Regions from separate parts of the Sus scrofa genome. Here regions 1, 2 and 4 are each linked to region 3. The links are chromatin contacts, called in public HiChIP or PLAC-seq maps. All regions are on one chromosome and are shown on one strand. The core of a region is the stretch at or near the end of the contact, and the rest is flanking DNA. Distances in the headings are between cores, read along the strand shown.

Region 1 (3,488 bases), core at 143-2,642, 860 kb after region 3:
CAGGCAGGACCCAGGGCTCCGGGTATCTCCATTTTCCTGTCTGTGCTGTACCTGTCAGCAGCTCACCCAGCAGGGCCCCGTGAAGGATTAATAAGGGCATGTCAGAGAAATGCTTTTGGCTCCCAGGGATGAAAGTGCTGCCTGCGCAGCGGTTAGGATGGCGCCGAGGAGGAGTCCCGTTAAGGCACGCAGGCTGGGAGTCGGGCCCAAATTAGCCTTTCTCACCTTTGGATGGAAGGCAAGCCCCAGTGAACACGTTTTAGTGGGAAGACACTTTATTCCCCATCACGTAGGAGTGAGGCCACAGCTCCCTGCAGCCTGCTGGATGTGCATCACCTGTCCTCTGGCAGGTGCTGAAAACTGCCCTCCAGCAGTGACACAAGCTGGCCTCTATGGCCAGAATCAAAAGGTGAGAGATGCAGGGGAGCCAAGGGCTTCTAGGCCAGTGGCCTTCAAACATTTCTGACCATCATCCGCAATTTAAAATAAATTTACATCGCCAACCCACTTGACTTACAAGCATGCGTGTGCACGCACACACACACAAGCACACACACAGGTGTGTGCTTATGGGATAGGGATATCATTACATGCCTGGACCCTGGAGACAGATTGCCAAGTTCAAGTCCTGCCTCTGCCGATCTCAGTAATCTCAACTGAAGAATGGGGGTAACCTAGTATAGCTACACCCCTGGGTTGTTATGAGGATTCAATAAAATAATTGTTATAAAGGTCTTAAGCCTGCTGCCTGGCACCTAATAAACTTGTTAAAATAAGTAAATGTGACTCAAAGAAAAGTTTCCCGAAGCAGCCCTCAGCCTTACCATGTGAGTACGCTCTGAAACGTTATAGCGTCTACTTTAAAACGCTAGTCACGACCCATTAGACTGATCTACAACCTCTTAAACAAGGGTGACATACAGTTTGAAAAAAGTCACCCATCTGGGCCAATGCCTCTTTCACAGAGGGGGAAACTGAGCCACTTGCCAGAAGCGGTTCCGCTGGCTGGGGGCTGACTCACCCTCCTCCCTCCTATGGCCCACCCCTCCCGGCCAGGCCTCTCCCAGGCCAGCCCTGTTTAATGACCTGCTGGACAATTGCTAATGGCCTTTTCCTTTTATTGCCCCACCCCCACCCCAAGCTGGCCCCAGTGACACAGGCGATGGTCAGCAGCAGGTTTCTCATTTCAAAGTCCTCCTGGCCATTCCTTGGAAGATCAGAGTGGGGGCTTGTTACCCTCCGCCCAGCCTCCTTCCCTTTGAAATCTCTGACATCTGGTTTCAATTGCCAGGGAGTGTTGTAGTTTGATGGGCAGTTACCTCTAAGTGTCCAGAACAAACACAGTGGACACGGAGGCTGGCTGCCGTTTCCCCACTTTCATTCACACGCCCCGCCCTCTCGCTGTCGCCCCGCCCACCCCCGCCCCACGCCTCTGGACTTAACCAGCTCAGCCCCTCGGCTACCTAACATTTCCAGGAACTGCTTTCCCAGGCCCTGTGGCTCTCTGCTTTCGAAATTGCCATTTATTCGTGCGACTCATCTTTGTTCCCGTCTCCATTCCTTCCCCAAAAGGAAAACGGGGAAAATAATGGGCCGGCTTGAGTTGCAGCAGCTTAAATAATTGGACAGGGCTGCTTCACCTGTTGGCTTGTTTGTGTTCCCAATGATTACTTCTTGCCTTGCTGCCCATAGTTTGCTTTACAATGGAGTTTGAGATTCTGTGACACAGTGACAAATTTGAACTTACAAATTAGGACGCTTCGAGGTTATTTGCTATTTACTGTAAGCGAGAGGCAGAGACGGCGAAAGGAAGTATGAAAGGTTATGTGCATAGTATTTAACAGCAGAAAGATGGGAAGTCGACCGTGAAAAAGCTATTCAGCGTATTTAGCGATTTCCTTCGGCTCCCGGCTTTATTAAATGGGATCCTGAAGGGTGCCTGACAAAGGCTCCTAATCACATACAGTGGTGCAAAGGGACAGGTATAGAAATGGGAGGAACCGTGCACCCGCTGATTCTGGGAGTCTCCTTGGAGGGCGGCTTTGGGAGGAAGACCGCACCCCACAACACGGGGACCTCAAGGCGGGTTACCAGAACTCCTCTTGGTCCCACCCAAGCCTGACTCACGGTGTCATTCATTTCTTGAATAGTTGCAGAATGAATGATTAGCGTGAGCAAATAAGCCAGTGAATGGATGGATACATGAATCACCTAGAGTCGAGGTCAGAGCTGACTGCCTGCGGCCAGGTTTGATCCGGCCAGGTTTGGGTGCCTGCTGCTTGCAGTATTTTGAATAAGTTGCCAACATTGATAGGTCTGGAGATTTTCCATGGGGATTTTTTTTCTTTTTTTCTTTATATGGAGAAAAAAGTCTTTTTGCACGATCTGGCCACACTGGGCCACCCCCCTTCAGGTGCTCTTCAGGTGCTCAAGGCAATGGCCTCCTGGAAACCAGGTGTGCCGGGTCTCACCGCCACCTTCTCTTCCACCCTTAACTCTCCCAACCCCCAGTGGGCCATCCCCACTTAGAGCAGCCATCTGCATCCTAGGAGCGTGTGAATTTGCCACACCCTGACCTAAAGGCACAGCCCCAAATTATTTCCACCAAATGGAGTCTGAGTCCCTTTGAGCCCATATTCTTTCCCATCCAGTTTTGTGCAAACACGAACAATAATATCAGGGGTCACACCTCCTGAGCTGTGTGGCTTTGCCATGATTTCAGCCATTGTGCTTCTGATTATCTTGTAATAGGTGGGCCCCCAGGTCGGGTTAGCCTTGGTTCAAAAAAGGCCCATCTGACTCAGAGAAGGCTGCAAAGAGAAGGCCTATTCCAAAGCAAGCAGGGCTGGGCCAGAGGCACGTCAGCCACCACCCCAGGGGCTGTGCACAGATAGGTATTTTCCATGGGGCAGAAGCTCACTTCCTTAATCCAGATTTTTTTCAAACCATTTTAGATGGGTGTCGTTCATTGTGTGTGTGTGTGTGTGTGTGTGTGTATGTATGTGTTTGTATGTGTGTGTCACATGCCTGTGTCTTAAACAGAACACCCAGAGCATGCTTGAGCCCTACCTGGGGTCAGTGTCACCCACATCCATCACTGCCTGGTGTGGCCTTTTGTCCTGGCCTCAGGGTCTCTACTGTGTAGAAAGAACATGGGCTTGTGTCTGAGCCTCTGTCACAGCTGTTTCTGCAGCTTGGAACTGTTCTCCTTAACTCAAGCCACAGTCCTGACTTCATGGACAGCACACAGAAGTGACTTCAGGGATGTGTGTGTGTGTGTTTGTGTGTGTGTGTGTGTCTGTGTCTGTGTGTCCATCTTGGTTTTCCTTTCTTCTTCCTTCTTGAAAGGTGTGTGCTGGGAGAGGAGGCAGTATTTGGCTTCTTCCTCCCGCTGGGTTTTGACATGGGCTCTGCCTGCAGTATTCACTTCCCTTGCTTTGCCATGACACAGACTCGAAGCCCACGGTAGAGACGCTGGGACCCACTGT
Region 2 (3,152 bases), core at 334-2,833, 790 kb after region 3:
GACATTTAAACAGGAAAAAAGTAGAGAAGAAATTTTTTAACAATGTGGATGTGCTTTCAAGTCCAGGAAGGAAGGAGGAAAAAAAGGGGTGGAGAGAGAGAGAAAAGAAAGAAAGAAAGAAAGAAAGAAAGAAAGAAAGAAAGAAAGAAAGAAAGAAAGAAAGAAAGAAAGAAAGAAAGAAATGGAAGGTAATCTTTAGACCAGCCAGGGGATATGCTCACTGGAAGAACTCTCCAGGCCTCGGTTAAATGCCCTTTCAAACCAGGCATCTAAGATTAACAGTGCGATAGGCAGCCTGTGGATTTACACGGCACTGTAAAATCCTTCCATGGCTTGGCTCAACTATTTGCAAATCACTTCTGATTCAATTTTGTTTTGGTTATCTCAGTGTAAATAACAGTTAAGTGGGAGTTACAGATTTTTCAAACACTAAAAGTGATAAACAAAGCTAATGGCAAGTCCAGATAAGGAGGAAAACCACCCAGAAGAATCCACAAGTACAAGCAGAGAAATAAATGGGATAGTCAGATGTGTGTGTTTCTTGTCACTGAAACTTTATTTTTCTTAATCTGCCGAGTGGCAGAAAAGGTATACGCAGAGTGTTATTTAGACTGTTCCTGTAAGAGTCTTTATGACAATGCAATAATAGGTGCCTAGTGAAGCAAGACAGTTTGGAACCCACAAAGCCATCCTCAGAAACAAAGATACAAGTGTTTTCCCAACTGTTAGCTCGCAGCTCCCTCTAAACAGTTTTCACGCCTCCATTTAAAAATAGTTGGCATAATGCTGTTTTGTTTCTCTCGGCGTGGTGACCACATTTCCATGGGGAAAATGTGATTAGAAGTAGTTACAGTAGCAGTTTGAGAAGCCTTCGTGTGCCTGGACTTTTCTGGAGGGTTGGGGGAATCCAATGTAATTACCTGCAAATTTTCTTTGAAGAAAGTCTTTCCCCTTCTTTTGATGGTTACAAGTTAGGAGCCCAGGGAAAACTCAATCTTCCCCCAGAAAAGAAAGCAGTATGTCTGGGACACCAGGAAGGCACCGAGTAGTAAAACGCAGGTTGTGTTTGGGGTTTTATTCAGCCGGGGCTGACCGTATGTGTCGCCGCCACGCACTGCTGCCTGTGCGAACGCATGGCTGAGCTGCCGCCTGGCTCTCTCCCTACTTCAAACACCGTTCGCCACCCAACTCCTCTGGCAACGCCATTGCGCGTGGCACTGTGTTGGATTCTACGTGTGTGGCACCGGAGTCAGGGAATCGGGGGAGAAAAAGAATTTCCTCCGTTTCCCGCGGAGTCTCCCTCGGGCGGGGGCGAAGCCGCCAAGGGCAGTGCGCCCTGGCGGTACCCGGGGGCGCTCCTTCTCTGCAGCTTTACGCACGGGCGGCGCTGCGCAGCCAGGCACAGTGGTGCCCGGGGTGGGCGGGAGGTGCCAGGTGGCCAAGGGGCCGTAGGGTGGGAGCTGCCTTAACTTTGATCCGGCCGCGGAGGGGGTGGGGGGAAGCCGCCGCCGCCGCCCCGCCCGAGCTGGGTGCCGCGGCTCTCGGCTCTGCGCCGCGCGTCTCCGCGGCTGCCTCTTTAATCAGGAACACAGAAGGGGCGGGCCCTGAGCCGGCGCGTAATCGGATAGCTCTGCCGCGGCTCTGACATCCACATGCTGCTCGGCCTGAAAAGGCAGGGGGGAGCCGGAGGGGAAGCAGAGAACGCGAGCGAGGCACCAGCCCGCAGCCCGCCCCCAGCACATCCTCAGACGCGCAGACACTGGGCAAGGCGCTGGGCGAGGTGGAGGTGAGGGCGGGCGCGAGCGAACTCGGAGAGGGGCTCGCTCACTCCCAGGCGATCCCAGCCGCCGCCGCACCAGCAGCAGCAACAGCAGCCGCCGCCGCCGCCGCAGCTTCCTTCCTCAGACTCCCCTCGTGAGGCTGGCCGAGCGGGTGTAGCCGTTAGGGAAGGCTCCCGCTAGGGGAACGCAACGAGGGCAAGAACTGGGCGGCCGCCTCCCACTCGGGCCGTCCGGCGGTCGGTGCCTCCGCCCGCGTGTCGGTCCCGGGTGCCGGGGGATGTGTGTCAGTTTACGCCTCTGAGATCGCACAGCTGCCTGGGGGCCGTGTGATGCCCAAGGCAAGTCTTGGCTTTTATTTTTATTATTTTTGTCTTGTTTTACCCTTGGCTTACGGGAAATATTCGTGATGTTGTAGGATAAAGGAAATGATACTTTGAGGAACTGGAGAGGACATAGATGCGTTTTGTTTTTAGGAGAGGAAACGCGTCCTCTCTTCTTGGCTTGCTCCCTCTTTGCTGACTTCAGGAGCGACCCTCCTTCCTCCTGGTGAGGTGGGGACCCAGCAAGAAGAAAGGTGAAGACCGGCCGCCAAGAGCCAGGAGGGAAACACTGACCAGTAGAAACCTTTGCAGAGGACACTGCAAGGAAGAACACAAGAGAGAGAAAAACACAAAAGACTTCTAATTGTGCAAGAAAGCTACCAAAACAGCTCTGGAGAAAGCCTCCTTCTCCAACATGGATATGTTTCCTCTCACCTGGATTTTCTTAGCTCTCTACTTTTCAGGACTCCAAGTGACAGGCCAACCAGGTAAGCCCCTGAACGGTTTTTTTTTTTTTTTCCCCAATCTATTTCAGCATGCCTTTACCTTTAAAAGCAACTGCTAATGCAGGGGGCCACACGCAATAGCATAGAAGGAGGATGCTCGATACTGAATTATTTAGAGAGAGATCCCTCCCTACACCACCACCAGCAGCAGCACCACCACCAGCACCACCACGGCTAAAACTCAACTTTTCTCTCCTGCTAGGAGTGTGTGAGTGTGAGTGTGTGTGTGTGTGTGTGTTTTGAAACATAGACAGAATTTGGCGGTGTTCAGATGTCACATATGGACTGAATCAAAGGTTTAAAAATACTACAAAGCCTTTGCATTACAGTTTTGGGGAATTTTTTTTCCCGTCTTGAAGCAGAACACATCTCCCATGAGTTTCTTCAACCTAGCCAGCAAAATATAAATCATTTGCATTCTCTCCACTTAGCTACACTCATTGAGCAATGCTAACTGAAGGGCCTGGGAAGTACAAGAGTCTAGTTTGGGTTTTCCAATGCTGTAGATTCTTTGAGGAATGTGTGGGTGAGCTCAGAATTGTTGG
Region 3 (3,514 bases), core at 701-3,200:
ATGGAAGTGATGCACTTCAATCAGAGTTCAGGGAGATTGTTGTTCTTTCATTACAGTTTCACAGAGGAGTCTCTTTCATGCAGTAAGGAAGATGGAGGGGTGAAATATAAGTGATGGGAGTAATCTATGTTAAAAGCACATGTTTTAAGAAACACATATCAATGATTTCCCTGAGAAAATGGAAGGAATCTAGTTTGGGATAAGGAGGAGGTAAGGTTGACAAAGCAGTCTAAACAATCTGCTGGAAGACAATGAGAATGAAGCAGAAAATAAGAATTTGCAATAAAATATCTGGAGAACTCTAATGATAATGTCATTATTTTCTACCTAGAATATGTGGAAAATACACTTCAGTGAATATTCCATAGTAAAAACATAATACTGGTCACAGAGCAAGCATTCAGTAGTTTTTAGCATGTTTGATGTCCTTAAGATTTAGTGCTAAGTGTCTCCTGATCAGAGGATATTCTATCCTTCTACTTAAAAAGATGAATATTAGAAAAAGAGGAATATTATTTTCTTTATTATAAATATATGTAGACTTCTAAGATTTCAGGTTGGACAAATGGATATACAGCTGCCTGATATCCATGATGATATAATTAGAATATATTCATTGAACCTGTTCTCCCTCCCCACCCCCTTGAAAATTTTAAAAGAGTTTCCCACTCATTAGTAGTTGCTAAAGAGCCAGCAAAACTCAAAATGTTATCTAGTTTTGGAGTTCTCATCATGGCTCAGTGGAAGCCAATCTGACTAGCATCTATGAGGTTGCAGGTTTGATCCCTGGCCTTACTCAGTGGGTTAAGGATCCAGCCTTGGCATGAGCTGTGGTGTAGGTCACAGACATGGCTTGGATCCCATGTTGCTATGAAGTTGTGGTGTAGGCCAGCAGCTACAGCTCTGATTCGACTCCTAGCCTAGGAACTTCCATATGCCACAGGAAAACAAAACAACAACAACAAAAAATGTTGTCTAATTTTGCATCATTATCCCAATGCTACAGACTGATACTCTGGGAACTCTTGATAGCTTCCCCCCCCCCAACTTTCTTCAGTTAATGTCATTGACAAACTTTATGAAGGCATGACTTTATTAGTTCATGACTTTGCACCAAACATTTTAAGGGAAAGCTTCTTTGTAAGGAAATAACTTCTACTCCTGAGAAAGAAGACTGTATCAGACACTCTCACACCATTGGTGCCTGCAAGAGTTGTTCTATTTCGGAGATTTCACCCCACAAGAGAAGCTGTGAGGCAAACATATCTCTGCAGAAGATCCTTAAACATCTGAAGAGATGAGAGTTTGTTTTCAAACTTGTTTTTTGGATATGTCTTTCAGTCTAACTCCCAGTGGAGTTCATCTGTGCTCATACCTCCTAACTACTTATTAACTTCTGAACAGAGCTAATACTATATTAAACATGTTAAATTTATGGAAGAAATGTAACCATCTTATCAAATAATTTATTAAGGCCATCATATTAACCTCTTAGTTTTTATCATGCCATAAAATCACTTCAAGTCTCCTTGATTGAAAATGCAATTATTTTGATCTGAACTAGAATTTTTATAAACAATTTTTTGTTTCAGAACATTTATGGCTTTAACTTTCACAAAATCAAGTATCATTCCCTTGTTTTCAATAGTGTACATGGTTTTGTCTGAGTTTTTGAGGAAACCAAATATTTAAGGACTTTTTCCATTCCAAAATTTCAATGAAGTTAGAATGTAAAATCTTAAATCTGAAGTAAATAATATTTTTAAAGAATTTTGTTAAAAATGGTATACTTCAGGGCAAAAAGTATTTCTGAAACTTAAAATTAAGGAAGTAAGGTCCACTTCCCTTTTTTCTTTTTCCTAAAATAGTTAGATTATGAACAATGATAGCTATTGGGGAAATTAACCTAGTAATACTCATAATCATGAGGCTGTAAGTAATAGTTACAGTTCCACTATGAGCAGAAATTTTGGCAATCAAAATGAGAAGTTTTTTAGTACACACATTTGGGCATAGAAAACATGGTATGATTTAAGAAACTGATGAGACTAGCCGTAAGCCCCAACATCAAGGTCTGTGGTTTACAAAGCTAATTTTTTTTTTTTTTTTTTTTTTTTTTTTTACTGTGAAAGTTAATTCAATCAGAGTACCCTCCACCATTTGTAAAGATCAGACCTGCCTACAGAGAACATTATTACCATTTGTTTGTAAAGACTGGGAAACCTCAGACACCGTGGCTTAAAATATGTATATTTCTTCTGACATTTGGATAGAATGGTATCATTTCTTACAAGTGAACCTGATTCTTGACATTCACTTAAATGCTAACTTAATTTTGGTACTGGCATAGTCAAGGCTTCCAAATTTTATGGTAGTTGAGTTATCCTGGGATTCCATTGAGTGATTGGGAATGAATAGGGCCTCCCTCTACAGGCAGGACAGTAATGGAGACATTAGATAAATTTCCAGCAGTAACAAATCTAGAAAGAAAACCTCTTGAGTGTAATCCACAGCAAAGCCTGAAACCCACTTGCTGTAAGGAATTTCCTGGTGGCCTTAGGGAGGATATTAATGGAACTCTTTAGGCTTAACCTCGTTAAGAGACTGCTATGCAGCTTTTGTTGTTTCTACTTTAAAGTCAGGAATTTTAAGTAGATTAGAGTGAAGAACAGTGCAGTGCAGCATAAAGTTAACATTATACTGTTAATAACACTCAACTGAATTATTAATTTCTACCAGAAGTTGCTTTCAAAATAATCAGGATTAACTCTAGGAATAAAGATTGTTTTCCCCTCTTTGCTTCTTTATCCAAAGAATAAGTCTTTATAATTAAGAATACCTTATAAAAACAAAAAGGGAACATAGCCATAAAAATTTGCTGTAGTAATGACTGATTCTATTAATGTACTATAGCTGCCTAATTCTTTATTCCAACAGGGAAGGGGAAAAAAGTCAAAGGAAACTGTTTTCATTCAAATTATTGAGCTTTGTGTCCTCTTAAGAACCAGTGGGTGAGGGAACAGTTCTGGGATGATTACCAAGAGTGGTTAAAATCGAAAGGTGCTGGTGTGCTCTTTCTTTCTCTTCTGGTGAAAGAGCCATTTGAAAAGCATGCCGGCAACATGGCCTGGACTCGGAAGCAGAGAGGCTGGCAGATGGTACCACAGGATGGAGAAACTGCTGGCAGATGGTGTGGACTATTTGAGCAACAAAGACACTTTTGGCTACCAACGCGAAGAGTTGGAAAGAAAGAAGAAGACAACTTCTCCAACGTTGCCAGCTTGTATACAGAAAACGTTTTGGCAGAATGGAGACTGACAAAAGATATTCAATTGTCAACTGCAAGGAAAGCAAAGAGTTGTTGTTATTAAGTTTCATAAAGTATGTTCCCTCTGGTGTGATTTGAACATAGTAATTTCATATGGAAAAGCCCTTTAGAGATCAGCTAAACCAGCTATGCTGACTGAATATTGGGACCCACAGTTCTGTTTTTAGCACTGAAAATATACCTCTT
Region 4 (3,407 bases), core at 621-3,120, 880 kb after region 3:
CTAAAAAGAAAAAAGACGCCCCTCTATAAGTGCTTCACTGGAGTTGGCCTGGGCACACTCAGAGACACTCACCCTCACCTAATGACAGAACCTATTTTATGCAAACAATCGTGAGGGTTACTGTGCCCTGTTTGTATTGGCTGGCCTTAACGCCCCAGGTGGCAGCATTTCAGAGATAAGGAAAGTCATTTTTATATCTGAAGTCTAGACTCGTTGTCTTCACCCTCATTAATCTGTCCAGCTCCTGCCTAGAAAGAGATGAATTCCTGGTTTGCCACCTAGCTGCGTGCGCTCCCTGACTCCAAATCATCTCGTCCAATTTGCCACTCATCACCCACAGCTCTAAGTCTGTAGATGAGGAGGAGGAATGGGGAATGACAGACCTACACAGAATATCTTTCTTTCTCACTGCCACCCACCCTGCCACCCGCCTCCCTGGACCCCACCCCCTCTCCCCATTGCACCTTTGAAAGTATTAAGAGTCTTCATGTGCCTGTGTTGGTGCTCTTTGGGTGTGAGATTTATGTTAATGCAAGTCTAAAGTATTGAAAGGAAGGCTAAGATCAAAAGCGAACGGCTTGGATTACAGTTGAAATTCAAGTTCTAACCTTCAGGACCCAAGGTAATGTTGATGCTGGGAAAGTGAGACCTGCTTATGTGGTTTCACGTGACTTTTACTGATTGTTGAGACTCAAAGCTCGCAGGAAAGGCTGGTTAGAGGCTGACAGCCACCGCTGCAGACACTATGCTGCGTGAGCACGCACGTCTGGGTCCATGATGGACAAGTGAGGTGGCTAAGCACTTTACTTCTGTAAGAGAATAAACAAACCAGGGCACATGTGCTATCCTGGAGGCTGTGTTTACCGTGAAGCTTCACAGGCCAGTCATATTCTCTTGCAAAAAATATATAAATGAAATATCCTCAGAGCCGCAGTGCTCACTTAGCCAAAATAAACACAGGGCTTAGGGACTTGAAGGTAAGAATTTCCAGTGCACTCCCAACGGGCTGGTTTGGGGGTTAAGCAAAGGCAGTACACAGTGGCATGGATTGGCCCATGGCTGTTGTCTTGGGAAATAACGAGCATCTTTGGAAGGAGGAAACCAAGTCATGGGGAGCAGAGACTTGGCCGAGGAGTGGAGAGCAGGATGGGAATGGAGAGTGGCCCGTGGTGATCACACGGGCAAGTGTGACATGAAACTCTGACTTGGCAGCCAGATGAACCCGGGGAGGAGGCTTCTATCAGGCTGAGGCCCCTCTGACTTGAGCGCGCACCCTTGTGTTTTGACTTGAGCGAAGCCTTCCATTTGGGAGAGGAGCGAGGACCCTTGGCTTTATCTCATCTAGTGACCGCCCCTGGCAGCGGCAGCCCTCTCTTGGGGGGAGCGTGGATGCCTTGGGGATTAAATAGGGCTTTTCACGCAAAAAAAAAAAAAAAAAAGAGAGAGAGAGAGAAACAGAGAAATCAGGTTTGGGCAAGCAGGATATGCAGAGTTAATGGTGAAACACGATTAACAACAGGCACATGCATTGTTAGAATGGTTTGGTTTTGTATTTTGGGATTTTTTTTTTTTTAATGTGGGTTGTTTTTCTTTTTCATTGTAAATTAATCATGAGACAGAAGCAATCTTATTCTTCAGAAGAGGCCAGTGTGTACTAGATAAATCTTCAAGGAAATGCAATAAAAGTGGCCTCTGGACCGGGTCTTATTAAATAATCCTGATCTTTTCTATTTTGAAGTGCCTTTCGTTTTCTGCCTTTTACTCGTTTCTTGCCATGAGACATTTTCTTTTTATTCAAATCCCCTTGTGGTTTCTGCTTGGTGGGGATACTTTGATTGTGTACTGGGGTATGAGTCAGGAGTGATGAGAAACAAGCCACGGCGAAGAAGAGAGCTGTGTAGAGAAGGGACAAGGAGGAGAGAGAATGAATAAGCTGTGTGGTCATGTGATGTTTAAAAAGACTTTGCCGTTGTTCTAAACAATGTAATCTGGGTGTGCTTTTCTTTTTCCTTTCTTTCTTTCTTTTTTTTTAAGCCCTGGCTGTAGACACAGTGCCGTCATGTATCTTTTTCTAGAACTTGAGCTTGAACAAATGAAAAAATGTGTGTAAAGGGTTGGGGGAGGGATAGACCCACCAAGCGGTGTCATTAAGGGGGTGGACTATTTTTTTTTTAACCAATACTTTCATTTCTCAATAAAAGTAAAAAGAATAATAAGGAAGCCAGGAAACATATAGAAAGCCCATAATCAGAGTACCATGATTGTCAATCAGGTGATGATGTTTAGCCGGTCTCAGGGGAAGAAGGAGTTCTTGCTCTTATGAGAGGCTGTGGGCTTTGAACAAAGCAGGAGGAGAGAAGCAGAGTCTGCTCCCCTACCTGTCAGAGACCTGGCAAAATCCCAGGCGTGAGCAGTAGTGAGACTGAAGGATTCAGAAGTGCCATGTCCACCACTGACAGATGCTAAAAGGAACATCACTAGCTCCTACTCACAGCTGTAAACGTGGGTTTTGTGTCTCAGACTAGGTCCTAGGGCTTCATCTCTTGGGCTTCACTTCCATAGTCCTCTGAAGTTCTCTTCCAGGTAAAACCAGGCGGAAGTGGACAGCACAGGCGGTCTCCTGGATGGAGAGGGGACCCATTTTGGGGAAATGACAGAGCTGGCCAGGGTTTGACCCTCGGCATCGGGTTTGGAGTTCTGTTTATTTGGTATCAACGGACCCATCCCTGCCGTTTCCCAACCCCATCTCTCCTTCCATCCCCACCCTCATTTCCATCAAGCTGTCAAAGCAGCTGCTTCCCCGAGGCTTTGCCCCTCGGTGTAATGACCCCCATCCCAGGGCACTGGACCTGGGGTTGGCCTCGAATGCCCTCTCTCTTTGGCTTCTCTTCCTCCTCTGGCTCTCTCTGCTAGAAGCACTCCCGAGACACAGCGAGGGTTGCATGGCATCCTTGCAGTAATCCTCTGATGAAAGGCAGAGACGTATTCCTAAATTCTGCCAGGGCTCCAGATAGGCAGCTGCGGGGTGTGATTCCCGCTCCCTGACCCCCTCCCCCAGGGTCCCCAGCTGCCAGATTAGGGCTAGCTGTTGCTGAGCTGGGAAGCATGGGGGTGCAATGTGTGTGAACCACTCACTGCCCGGCTCCCGCTGCTTGCCTAAGGGGACACAACCACCAGCGAGGCATCTTGTGTGAGGTTCTCCCATCCCAGAAGCCTGACACGCCCCCTTCCTCCCCCAAGTTTACCATTTATCTAAACAGCTGCCAACGTCAGTTTCTCTAAGGGGAGAAGAGATTCTTTTACGCTGACTTTTCCCCTCGCCAAGGACAGAAAGGACAAGCCTTAGTTTGCAAGAAGTAGCCCAAGTGCCACTGAAGAGAGGACAAGCGTCTGAGGCTTAGCCAGCC

What was found. HiChIP or PLAC-seq counts read pairs in DNA pulled down with a chosen protein or histone mark.
Region 1: a contact with region 3 is called in an H3K27ac HiChIP or PLAC-seq map of alveolar macrophages. The contact joins two enhancer-like sites. A contact is called at or near these places in 1 of 47 Hi-C or Micro-C datasets (heart right ventricle) and 1 of 2 datasets of contacts at active chromatin or transcription factors (alveolar macrophages).
Region 2: an H3K27ac HiChIP or PLAC-seq map of alveolar macrophages shows a contact between it and region 3, with 12 times the contacts expected there. The contact joins the promoter of NRP2 here to the enhancer-like site in region 3. A contact is called at or near these places in 2 of 5 promoter capture datasets (fetal skeletal muscle and liver), 20 of 47 Hi-C or Micro-C datasets (adipocytes, alveolar macrophages, brain and 12 more) and 2 of 2 datasets of contacts at active chromatin or transcription factors (alveolar macrophages and skeletal muscle).
Region 4: a contact with region 3 is called in an H3K27ac HiChIP or PLAC-seq map of alveolar macrophages. The contact joins two enhancer-like sites. A contact is called at or near these places in 3 of 47 Hi-C or Micro-C datasets (embryonic fibroblasts, fetal skeletal muscle and heart right ventricle) and 1 of 2 datasets of contacts at active chromatin or transcription factors (alveolar macrophages).

The regions. Positions count from the first base shown.
Region 1 is chr15:109,039,054-109,042,541 of Sscrofa11.1, forward strand. NRP2 (neuropilin-2) reads left to right here. Exons shown (of 17, transcript XM_021076240.1): 11 at 3,452-3,488. Among named protein-coding and RNA genes, the nearest start is that of NRP2, 66 kb to the left of the region's middle. Within about 2 kb of position 1,393, at least 13 of the 83 cell types and tissues checked have an H3K27ac peak or open chromatin away from gene starts, as enhancers often do. A contact at or near this core is called in alveolar macrophages, where this site is marked.
Region 2 is chr15:108,973,120-108,976,271 of Sscrofa11.1, forward strand. NRP2 (neuropilin-2) reads left to right here and starts at 1,584. Exons shown (of 17, transcript XM_021076240.1): 1 at 1,584-2,589. The coding sequence starts at 2,517.
Region 3 is chr15:108,181,346-108,184,859 of Sscrofa11.1, forward strand. The region is part of intron 2 of PARD3B (partitioning defective 3 homolog B); the gene reads left to right. Among named protein-coding and RNA genes, the nearest start is that of PARD3B, 300 kb to the left of the region's middle. Within about 2 kb of position 1,951, at least 3 of the 83 cell types and tissues checked have an H3K27ac peak or open chromatin away from gene starts, as enhancers often do. A contact at or near this core is called in alveolar macrophages, where this site is marked.
Region 4 is chr15:109,062,426-109,065,832 of Sscrofa11.1, forward strand. The region is part of intron 15 of NRP2 (neuropilin-2); the gene reads left to right. Among named protein-coding and RNA genes, the nearest start is that of NRP2, 89 kb to the left of the region's middle. Within about 2 kb of position 1,871, at least 12 of the 83 cell types and tissues checked have an H3K27ac peak or open chromatin away from gene starts, as enhancers often do. A contact at or near this core is called in alveolar macrophages, where this site is marked.